Regions from separate parts of the Zea mays genome. Here region 1 is linked to region 2. The links are chromatin contacts, called in public Hi-C maps. All regions are on one chromosome and are shown on one strand. The core of a region is the stretch at or near the end of the contact, and the rest is flanking DNA. Distances in the headings are between cores, read along the strand shown. Region 1 holds the start of LOC107548104. Region 2 holds the start of LOC100281479 (protein binding protein).

What was found. Hi-C and Micro-C count contacts between places; a contact is called where the count stands out from the background.
Region 1: a Hi-C map of endosperm shows a contact between it and region 2, with 2.3 times the contacts expected there. The contact joins the promoter of LOC107548104 here to the promoter of LOC100281479 in region 2. A contact is called at or near these places in 2 of 25 Hi-C or Micro-C datasets (bundle sheath and endosperm).

What each region holds. Positions count from the first base shown.
Region 1 is chr5:167,191,565-167,197,929 of Zm-B73-REFERENCE-NAM-5.0, forward strand. LOC107548104 reads right to left here and starts at 3,508. Exons shown (of 2, transcript NM_001323021.1): 1 at 3,007-3,508. The coding sequence starts at 3,418.
Region 2 is chr5:166,558,282-166,563,770 of Zm-B73-REFERENCE-NAM-5.0, forward strand. LOC100281479 (protein binding protein) reads left to right here and starts at 2,544. Exons shown (of 1, transcript NM_001154397.3): 1 at 2,544-5,258. The coding sequence starts at 2,707. The coding sequence ends at 4,746.

The DNA of each region.
Region 1 (6,365 bases), core at 2,258-4,757, 630 kb after region 2:
GAGCATAAGGATGCTAGATAAATCACTGGCTCCAGCCCTACACCAGAGATGAGACTCATACTGGCTCCAGCCCTACACCAGAGATGAGACTCATCCTTAACCCAATTGATGACCATGCTGAACCTAGGCTGCACACCATTAAATACACAACGGTTGCGGTGATTCCAGATAGCCCAAGCCCTTGTGCAGCCCCTTGTATGCTGGATCAGCAGGAGGTGCGGCAACTCCTCCCCACCAATCCTCCAAGGAAGAGCTCTCAAGGTTAGGAGCAAGGTGCTGCAACCCAACATATTTCATAATCTGAAACCAGACTTCCCGTGAGAAAACGCAGGAGACCAGCAAATGGTTTAGTGTCTCTTCCTCTTGATCACACAGGGTACAAAATTGAGGGTGAGGCAGTCCTTTCTTTGCTAGGCGGTCAGCTGTCCAGCAGCGACCGTGAGCCACAAGCCACATGCAGCGCTGCTGCATCTCCTCCCTCAGTTCATGCAACCACGCACACAGGTGCAGGCGCGCAGCACCACTCTCCCTCCCTCGGTGATGCTCTTGGCTGCACACCCTCAGCCTGCCCTCCGCTCTCCTTCAGATCCCCATCTCAATCAACCGCCGCCTCAGTTGCAGATGACCCAGGCAGCACCAGATTTAGTGGAGATGAGCAAGGAGGCAGCTGCATGGCCTTTCCCTATAGTTTTCCTCTGTTTTGCCTCCAGGCTCCATTCCATGGATATCTTGCTACTTTTGGCTAGGTATCAAGGATGCCTTACTCCCTGCAAGCGCCTCGTCGCCTAGGAGAAGCCGTAAAAACACTGCACAGTATCATTCATGGGGAGCAATCCATAGCAGTTCATTCTAGATTCTAGAATGCACAAACTTCCGAGGTTACCATGCTCAGAATCTAAAACTTCAACTAACATTATAAAAGCTAAATGTTAAGTCACCAATAACAGTTTAATTTGGTTACTCATGTGAAACTGCATATATTCTCATTAGCCAAATTAAATTGTTAAGATGTGTTCCAGGTAAGAAGTCAGCAAAATCTTATGGAACAATTTATGGAACTCTCATTCGAGAAAAAAAACAATTTATGGAACTCTGTTCAACACCATTCAAAAGCCTACACAGGCTTACTAATAATATAGCACAAAGGAATCATGTTAATAAGCACAAAGGAATCAGGAAAAAAAATAAAACCTTGAATTTGTACTTCGAGTTGCCTGATGCTGGTGACCTCATGTTAATAAGCAACTAAAACAATAGATCCGTCAAACATCTTTATCATCTCAGAAACTGGTTTACTAGTATTTCTACTACAGAAATTCCAATGAAGTAACCATGGTGACCCCTTCCTAAAGAAAAAATATTCTCTAAAGCATCCAAAAACCAAAGGTTTCGTTACAATCAAAATATTACGATGATCTGTTTTATTGCTGTTCCGGTTAGTGTTTTCATTCTGGCCTCAGTTTAGGCCTTTCCCACTTGATGTTGATGAAACACTGATCCACATATATTGGCATTAAGTGACAGAGCCAAAAGAATATATTGATAAGCCCATTCAGCATGTGCTTGTCCCGTATAAGGATCGTTCTGTATAGAAAGCAAAGAACAGAGTAATGATGAATTTCAGGTACTAAAAATTCCTTTTGTTATAGATGAAAGAACTAGATAAGGGTAAACAAGGTGCAAGAGGAGAAAGTTTTATCTGTTACTACGAAATATTTATGGGTAGACCTAATGAGCAGAAAAAGTATATTCTTATTTACCACGAATTAGAAAAAAAAAAAGGTTGAAGGAGGAATTCTTTGGAGATAACCCACATGAACATGAACCCAACCGGAATCAGTTCTATTGTAGTGGAGGAAAGTTAAGGTTGTTCAGTGAAGAGACTTGCAGAACAACAAGAAACAAGAGTGATAGTGACGCAGGGGATGAGAGCTTTGTGCCACAGGCAATAGAAGTACAAACCAGAAAATGCCAAAAAAAAATGGACACATCTAATAGTTATGAGGCCCATGTGAGAAGAGTGACACAACTAGCACAATATTTGAGTAAACCAAACTCTTCAGTACTACGAAAAAGAGTAAACCGAACTTCCATAGCTGTCTGACATAGCTCCCTCGAATTGTAAAGTACCTTTTGATATCATATAGCAATACAAGTTCAGGGACCAGTGTAGTACATGGAAGCTCCAATAAGGGTCATCACTACTATCAGAAAATTATTGTGAGATGTGAGAAGAAATGGTATATCAACAAAACCGATTGTGGCTCATTGCCTCATTGAATGGGTTAAAGATAGTAACTTCGATATTTAGCATAACAAAACAGTAAAATACATAGATTGAAAACAGCTAAGTGCACCTCAGATTTCCATGAAACAGCTTGTAAACACACTCACATGCAGCCTAGTTAACATGAACCCTTTTTTCCATCTAAGGCTTGTTCGGTTATTCCCATTTCACGTGGATTGGATGGGATTGGAAAAAAAATATGAAGAACTTTGAGTCTTTGACTTGTTTGGGATTTAAACCCACTCAATCCCGCTCAATCCACATGGATTGAGATCAAACAGAACAGGCCCTAAATGAGTCAGAGATTAACTTAACGTGGCTAGTGTAATTGGATAGCTCTAGCTACAAGAGCATTGTTCTACTTGTAGCTAAGTACACTAACTAGAGAAAAGAATCATGGAAACACGGTCCAAGCTCCATAAGAACCGGCACACAGTAACAATTCATACGAGAGAAACCATGGAATAGAGCAAATACCAATTCCAATTTGCACACAAAATTCGTAAATCATTCAGGTCAACTCTTCAGAAACACAAATACACAATGGTTCAGTTCAGGATCAAGCTGAGAAAGGCATCACCAAATTACAAGCCACGCCCGATTCTTCACTACAGAGCCGAAACAAAAATAGTCCCGCTGCGTCCTAGATCACGTAAGGAGTTCAGGAAACAGTCCTAGGCCTAGCAACCAGATCTAGCATTTTGAGTGATGACGATTACCTGTGGGAGCCGTCCATGCGGCATGGAGGACGCATCGCTCCTGTACGTTGGCGCAGAAGCCGAGCGTGATCTTGTTGAGGTCCCCCCGCAGGACGGCGCCGCTCCAGACGGAGGCGCCGTCGTGGACGGTGACCTGGCCGGCAAGCACGGCCTCGGGGGCTACGTAAGCGTCCACGGCCACCTTGGGCATCCATTGTCCCAGCGGAACAAGCTTCCTCTGCCCGCGGTAGTCCCACCGCACCCGATCCGCGCCCACGGCCGCGGCGCCGGCCGCGCTGGGCGGCGGCGGCGGGGCGGATGCCGCGACAGAGGCTGTGGAGGTTACTGAGAGGAGGCGCCGGAGGGAGGGCGCCGCGGCGGTAGCGGAAATGGTGGCGCGTCGGGAGAGGCGCGCGAGGGAGGTGGCCGCCATGGTGGTGGACTGGTGGTAGTCGCCGGAGGTGGAGAGGTGCGGCCGTGCGCCTGGGGGAGTGGGCGGAGCGTGTGATGGGTTCGTGCGGACACTCACGACCATCTGGTGGGCCGGATGTTTGGGCTGGGCTGTTAGCCTGTTACGTTCAAATTGGCCTGCGCAGTGTGAATGTGTGGTCCAGTTATAGACGGTCAAATGGGTCGTAACTGTCGGTCCGAGATACGACCCATTTAATAGTATCGAGGTATATATTGTGACTTTTTAACATATGGTCAGCCAAGTTCAAACGGTGGGAGAATGGGAAACGGTTTGATGCCAATAAACGCAATGTGTTAAGGGCAACAGTGTTTTTCTCCGTCCCCCGCAATGGTACAGTATAGGGATATTTATAGGTAACCGAGGGCCGACCCTGTCTCGCCAAAGACGAGTGTACCCTCAGTTACCTATGTTATCCCTAGAATATTCCCCTAGGTGGGTTATGACGGGTCATTACAGCGTAATCAATTACAAACATGGGCGGTCCATCAGCCCTGCCAGCATGGCGGCCTACGATCGGGACAGGACCCTGTAACATGGGCCGACTATACATGGCCATCTCAAAGAAGAAAGCTCACTCGGTCTAAGTGACCGTTCGAGAGAGGGAAATGGTTGAAAGAGACCCGGTCTTTGTGATCACCTCAACGGGGACTAGGTTCTTTGGAACCGAACCTCCGTAAAATAAATCACTGGGTCATCCGCTTTATTTCTTGGTTGATTTGTTTTCCCCTCTCTCCCAGACTCTGATTTTATTCTAACGCTAACCTCGGCTTGTAGTGTGTTTAAAGTTGTAAAATTCAGTTTCCGCCTATCCACCCCCCTTAGGCGACTTTCAGGCTTCATACTCCAAAGTCCATCAGTAACCCTAAAGTTCTGTCTAATTTTGGATCTAAGAGTTAGGCTTCCTTCCCCTTAAGTGTGTGACCTTATAGGTTCACATACATATAGACATGGCCCAAGTACTCTTACTTGGCCCAATAAATGACAGCGGCCTCTAGCAAGACATGTCAACTCCTATGCGCACGTAAAGATCATATCAGACGAACCATTGCAACAATACATACATGATGTTCCCTTTGTCTCACGATATTTGGTCTGGCTCTAAGCTGACCTCTCTTTCTCGATAACGTGAATTAGAATCCTTTCATTTGTTAACACTTAACCCTGGCACGGCTATGCAATTCTTGATCCAATCACTTGAGGGGCCCAAAAATATCTCTCTCAAGAAGAGAGGGACAAATTCTATCTTGACTGACCATGCCTCAGCATGATTCCTGATAAACCCAAAACTACCTTTATAACTACCAAGTTACGGAGTAGCGTTTAATAGTCCCTAAGTAAGTCAATTCACATCTTGAGAACATACAACAATCTCAGGTATAAGGACACAATATACATGTTGCAAAAGAGAACTATATTACAATCTCATGTTGGGTCGGTCAGCCTCATGTCATACATGCGCCCACATTGTTACTTTAACATCTCCATGTCCATGACTTATGAAATGTAGTTATCAACTAATACATGTGCTAGTCATCGACTCTAACTAGGGACATCATTTAGAATGACCATACAAGTAAAGAATCTCACAAACAATTTACATAATTGCTAATTAATACAAGGTGTCTTTCATGGATATTCAATTAAACAATATATATCATGGATACAAAGAAATATGCTCATCTTTATGATTATCTCTAGGACATATTTCTAACACTTGTTAGCAAGGACCGTCCGGGATTAGATTAGTTCGAGCGAGAGTCTGGATTTGTGGATTTGTTGCGAAATATTGCTCGTTTATTGCGTTATATTTACTTCGCTTAGGATAAGGTCCAGACCTCCTCCCCTAAATAAGAAAGGGCACGACCGATTAAGATACACAATCCAATTGAACCAATCTATTTACATTACTTAATTATATGTATACCCCAATCCAATCGAACCAATCTATTTACATTACTTAAGTATATGTATGCCCTAGGTCCGTCTAGTTGTAGTTACCCAATCTCAATATTCACCTCTTCAGCTCCATGTCGTATAGAAGCGTTTTAGGTGGCCTGCTAATCCTAAAACAACTCTACTATCTCTCTTATCTCTCCTCCCTAATAGATCCCTCCTAAAAGACGTGATCTAGGTTCAACACGAAACCCTCTGCACATAATGGTTCGCCAACACATGGACAGTCCGTGTGCATGTAGAGAAGACCAGAGTTCTCTATACTATCATGAACGTTTCAATGCCCAATCGCAGACCATCTAGTGACCTACAACAGACGCTCTTCTGTCAGCGTCATGGACAATCCGCCAGCTCGAGAAAACTCCCCAAAGTTCTACATTCCTAGGGATCGTTAGTATTTAGCAAAAAGACGACAACAATAACTTAACCTATAACCATGTATAACTAATCAGTTTCAACCAGTTTCAACTTTGTAAAACCCACGTAACTAAATTTCCTTCACACTCATAACCTTCCTAAATTCACTAAACAAATTGTACCCACACATAACACGCCCTTAAATCCAAGAGTTCAGATCACTGCATAACCCATCTCTTTAGAGCAACTTCAATAGTTCTCTAAAAAACTTCTCTAATCAGTATTTTAGAGAGTTTGGCTAAAAACACCTCTCCAACAATTCTCTAAATTAACTTCTTAAATTTAGCCACTTCGGTTTTAACCTCATTTGTTCTCCAAATGTGGCTATACTATCCCAACTCCCGAAAGTATTGTGCCACCATTTTTTTTGTTCCACGCCATTTTTCTACTGGTACAGTGGTACTGTCTCTATTCCCAAAAGGCAAAGATGAGATGAGGACTGACAGTTTTCAGGACGTTGCAGCAAAATATTCGTGCGAACCTTTGTTGGTAGATACAGGGAAAAAAGATGTGGCACAACCTTTGTTAGTTTCTAGCA
Region 2 (5,489 bases), core at 1,294-3,793:
AACTATTAATTACTAGCATGTGTTCCTGTTTCAAGCACATATGCAATAGTAATAGGTTTCCATTAGTTTAAATGTCCATGCAAAAAAGTAAACACCACCTAGACTTTATTCTTAGTCTTCCATTATCACATCCGTACTCATCATGCACATGAAACTTTCCATTTTGTATAGCTCAAAAGGTAGAAGGAAGACCTTTAAGTTGCCCACTTTCTGACAAGGTATGTTATCATAGTAACTGTGAAATTGATATAGGACCAATATTTGATATTTGCTGGCATCTAGCATCACTCTAAAGGCACATGACGAGATTTATCGATGATGAGTCGTTGGAAGAAGCAATAAGTGGATAGTACATTCTTTGTTTCTTATTTATGTATAAATTAAGATCACATAAACGGATTTAACACCGCGCGCAGGGCGTGCGGCAATACACTAGTATTTTAAATGTTTGGAAGGGTCCTTGGCTATCTAGGGATTTCTCAGGATATATTTGGCAGCAAAGAAAAAAAACTCGACCTGCGAAAAGTAAGACAGCCCCCGAGCATTATATTAAGAAGAAGACCTTCTCACACATGTCGAGAAAACCACTGAACCCCTGCCTCACCCATACACAGCGGCATCGAAAGCCCATGTGACAACGACCATGACTGGGGCTGAGCTTTAGACCTGTGCTTTGACATGGGACAGACGAGGGGATTTTTTAACCACAGCCTGAAATTCGCTCCCACGGAGAGTCGAACCCAGGACCTGAGGAGTGCTACTCAGACCACCTAACCAACTCAGCTAGAGGCCCTTTCGCAGCAAAGAAAATAAAGAGGATTAGAGGGCTAAAATTGACTTACTATTTAATTTTAAATAAAAACAATTTTAGTCTCTCCAATTTCATTGAATCATCTTACTCACAAACAAGCTCTCAATGGGTCCAATCCCACCATGAGGTACCAGCTCGGTTGCACATGTATTTGAGCTCATAGATCCTATCTCTGGAGGCTGGGATTATGAACTGGTGGAAGAGATTTTTTTTATCAAATCGTAAGTCGATTCTTGCCTTACCGGTGAGAGAAGGGAGACGTGAGCAAGACATATAATCATGGTTTTTATTTCTTTTCCTTTTTCGATAGAGATATATTGTCTGCATCTACCGTGTAACTGTCGACATAAAAAGAGAGCAAATCCACCACGCAAGACATAAAGTATTATCCTATACTGAAAGCCCGGACATGCATATGTTATCTTGTGTATTATAATCTAATGAACAAACATTGGTGATTTTTTTGTCTTTAAAACTCTACTGGTATAGTACCCGTACGTTGACGACACATAAATATTTGATAAAATATTAGCCAAGCAATATATATTTTATCATCGACCTTAATATCTCACAAACTATTTACCAATAACCAATATAAAAATAAACTTGGAATCCAGATCGCCTTATAAAACTAAACTATGAATCCGAATCGCCTCCTCTCCTATCTCTCGGCTGTTCAACCATGCATCGCCAGCGACGACGCCTTCTCCTCCCCTCGGTTGTTCTTGCCCCACCGTTTGAAGAGGCCCAGGGCGATGGAGATTTGCGGCAGCGGTTCGAAGCGCTTGTCGACGAGGGATGGTAAAGGCGACATCGCGGTTGGGGCACAACGATGGGGCTGGCGAGTCAGAGGCCAGTGAGATGTAATAAGTCTAATTAGTACATGATTTGTTAACATAATGCTACAACAAACATAGCTAATCATGGATTATTAATTAGGCTAAATTTTTATCTTATTATTTAGTCTTCATCTATCATGGATTATTAATTAGGCTTAAATTTTTTTGTCTTATTATTTACTCTTCATCTTATATTTAAGTAGACTATATTGAATACTTATATTTAACATCTAAATGTTTAATGTGACACATACTAAACTTTAGTCCTCAAAACCAAACACCCTCAGTTTCCTCCAACACTCTATTTGTCGGCAAGACTCAGGAATTTTTCTACAATAATTGATGCAACATAGTTATTTTAAAACAACATAACAGCATTTTTGGTGGGAGTGGAATGCAAGGAAAGGCAAATTTCAAATATAAGGGAAATGAACAATTCGAATGGTGTCAAGAAAAGCTATGCTTATTTGGTCTAAAAACAGTTGATGTTTTAGGTTTAGTCGCGAAAATTTAGGGAGACAGAAAATAGAGATATAGCTACATTAGAACAAAAAAATGTGTTGACTGAAGAAAATTATGCATTGAGAAATGAAAATAATGATTATTTTATAATAAAATTTGAATCCTTTAATATTACGTACTTTTTTTGGACGGAGAAAGCATAAATTATTTTAGAATAGCGACGGTATAAATGATTTATGCTATCGAGGGAATTCGTTTAAAAATAACGGAGCACCGTCTGTCGGAGTGGCACGGCCGGCCCAGAGTACAGCGTCTTCTTTTACAAGTACTATTCTGGTGATAGCAGTGTGGTTGGCAGTGCCGACTGCCGAGGAATAGATGGAGTCACACAAATGGCACTGACACACACTTGACCTCCCGGTGACGCAGCGCCGACCGCGCACACACTCCCCAGACTCCGCAGGGACCCAACGCAGCGGTCAAACAAAGGCAGCGGCAGCCGGCCGGCAGCGGCAACGGCGTAACTCCCAAGTCACCTCCGCCTCGGGCTCCAAAAATCCCCACCCGACCTCGAGACTGAGCGGACCGACGGTGATGTCGTCGTCGGTGCCCCCGCCACCGCCCCAGCAGGAGCTGGAGTCGCCCTCCGCCGGCGGCGACAAGGTCCTGGCCGCAGCGCAGCACATCGTCAAGTCCCTCGCCACCTCCAAGAACGCCGCTGACGACATGATCCGCATACTCTCCGGCTTCGACAACCGCCTCTCCTCCATCACCAACGACCACCTCTTCCCCTCCCCCGACCTTACCGCCGCCTCCGCCTCCGAGATCTCCGCCGCCGCCGCCTCCTTCGACGCCGCCGACCAGCTCATCCAGCTCTGGGACGCCACCCCGGACGCGCTCGTCTTCGAGGCCCCCGAGGACGACATCGCGCAGTACCTCGCGGCCGTGGACGTCGCCATCGACCACCTCGCGCGCGGCGGCCCCGGCGGCGCGCGGGCCGGCGTCGCCGTCCAGCTCGCCATGGTGCGCCTCGAGGAGGAGCTGCGCCACCTCATGGTCCGCCACGCCGTCCCCATCGACCCCACGGGCCTCTTCTTCTCGCTCCGCCGCCTCTCGCTCGAGTCCATGGACGACCTCGACGCCTGCCCCGACTTCGACGCCGCCACGCCGCACAGCCTCGACGCCACCCCCGCCGGCCCGGAGACCGCGCGCGGCGCCTCCCTCGGATCTAACCCCTTTGAGGACCAGGTGTTCGATCCCGTGCGCCCCGAGGCCGTCGAAGACCTGCGCGCCATCGCCCACCGGATGGCGCGCGCGGGATACGCCCGCGAGCTCGCCGACGCCTACTGTGGCATCCGCCGCGACCTGCTCGACGAGTACCTCTCCGTGCTTGGCGTCGAGCGCCTCAGCATCGACGATGTGCAACGCATCGAGTGGAAGCTGCTCAACGACAAGATGAAGAAGTGGGTGCACGGGGTCAAGACGGTCGTGCGCGTGCTGCTGGCTGGTGAGCGTCGCCTCTGTGACCAGGTGCTCGATGCGTCTGATGAACTTATGGATGCGTGCTTCCTTGAGTCCACCAAAGGATGCATTATGCAGATTCTTAGCTTTGGGGGTGCCGTGGCGGTGTGCCCCCGCTCGCCAGAGAAGGTCCCTCGGATCCTTGACATGTATGAGGCACTTGCAGAGGTGATCCCTGAAATGAAGGACTTGTGCATAGGAAGTTCTGGGGATGGCGTGATCAGTGACGTGCAAGCCATTCTTGATAGGCTTGGGGATGCCGTGAGGGGTAACCTGTTTGAGTTTGGGAAGATGTTACAGCAGGAGACCTCAAGGAGGGCGATGGCAGCTGGAGAGATCCACCCAATGACACGCTATGTCATGAACTATTTGAGGTTGCTGGTTGTTTACAGTGAGACACTTGATGCACTCTTGGCCGATGACAGCAGTGATCATGATACTTTCAGAAGTTCTGATGATCAGGATCAGGAACACTTGGAGAGAATGACCCCTTTTGGAAGGCGTCTTCTGAAGCTGATATCTTACCTGGAGGCCAATTTGGAGGAAAAATCTAAGCTCTATGACGATGCTGCCCTGGAGTGCATATTTGCCATGAACAATTTGCTCTATATTGTTCAGAAGGTAAAGGATTCAGAGCTGGGGAAGGTTTTGGGTGATCACTGGATAAAGAGGCGGAGTGGCAAGATTCGACAGTATTCAAAGAGCTACCTAAGGGTTTCGTGGACGAAGCCTTTGTCTTATTTCAAGGAAGATGGACATGGCAGTGGGAGTGGGAGTGGCAGTGGCAGTGGCAGCGGCAGTGGGCATTCAAGTTCGAGGATGTCCATCAAGGAAAGGTTCAAAAACTTCAACATGGCCTTTGAGGAAATTTACAGGAACCAGACACTCTGGAAAGTTCCAGATCCTCAGCTCCGGGAAGAACTGAAGATATCAATATCTGAAAACGTGATTCCAGCTTATCGTGCTTTTCTGGGCAGATATGGCAATCAAGTGGACGGGGGAAGAAATCCAGGAAAGTATATAAAGTACACACCGGAAGATTTGGAGAGCCAGCTATCCGATTTATTTGAGGGATCACCAGTGTCTGCCAATCACTCTAGGAGAAGAGCATAGTTCGTGGTTGGCCGGATCCATGTTGCAGGTACGATTTTGTTTTGATGGGTTGATATTGATGAACTTTTGTACACAGCGCATCTGTTGATTGGATGCTTGTTCCCATAGTAGTCACTACAGTACTGTAATACAAGATGTGAACCTTTTGATATGCTTACTACTGCATAGTGTGAACTAAGGAATGCTGTACATTTGTTGTCCTGTCGTGAATTGCAATCTGTGCTGACTAGTTCACATTAGTCATAAGGCAATTTGCTACTAGGTAGGGTAAAGAGTGTCCAAGGGAATTATTTGGTTCGATCAATTGGGGTTGACACATTTCTTTCTTTCTTTCTTTCTTTTGAAGGGGCTGCCACATTAGTCATGTTTTGTGCAGCCGTAGTCTTTTGATGATGGTGGACAAATATGTTATGCTAAACAGAAAAAAGGTTTTTTTTTTCATCTTGTACTTGCAAATATAGGAAAAAAAAGAAAGTTTACCAGCTAGCTCATTCAGTCATTCTTGACACTAGTGGCAGCTCTGACTTCATTGTTTCTTTACTTGACTTGTGACTTCTGGGCACCTTGTGCAAGGAACTCTGCCATTTAGCCTTTGATGGTAAATCATTTCTCTGTTACCGCGCGTTACTTTTTCATAGCTAAGTTTAATTTATATGGCGCATGCTGCAAGCAGTGTGTTGAAGTATCCGTGGATTTTCGCACGTCCTAAAATATTATTTATGCTTTTAGGACACTGTTTATAC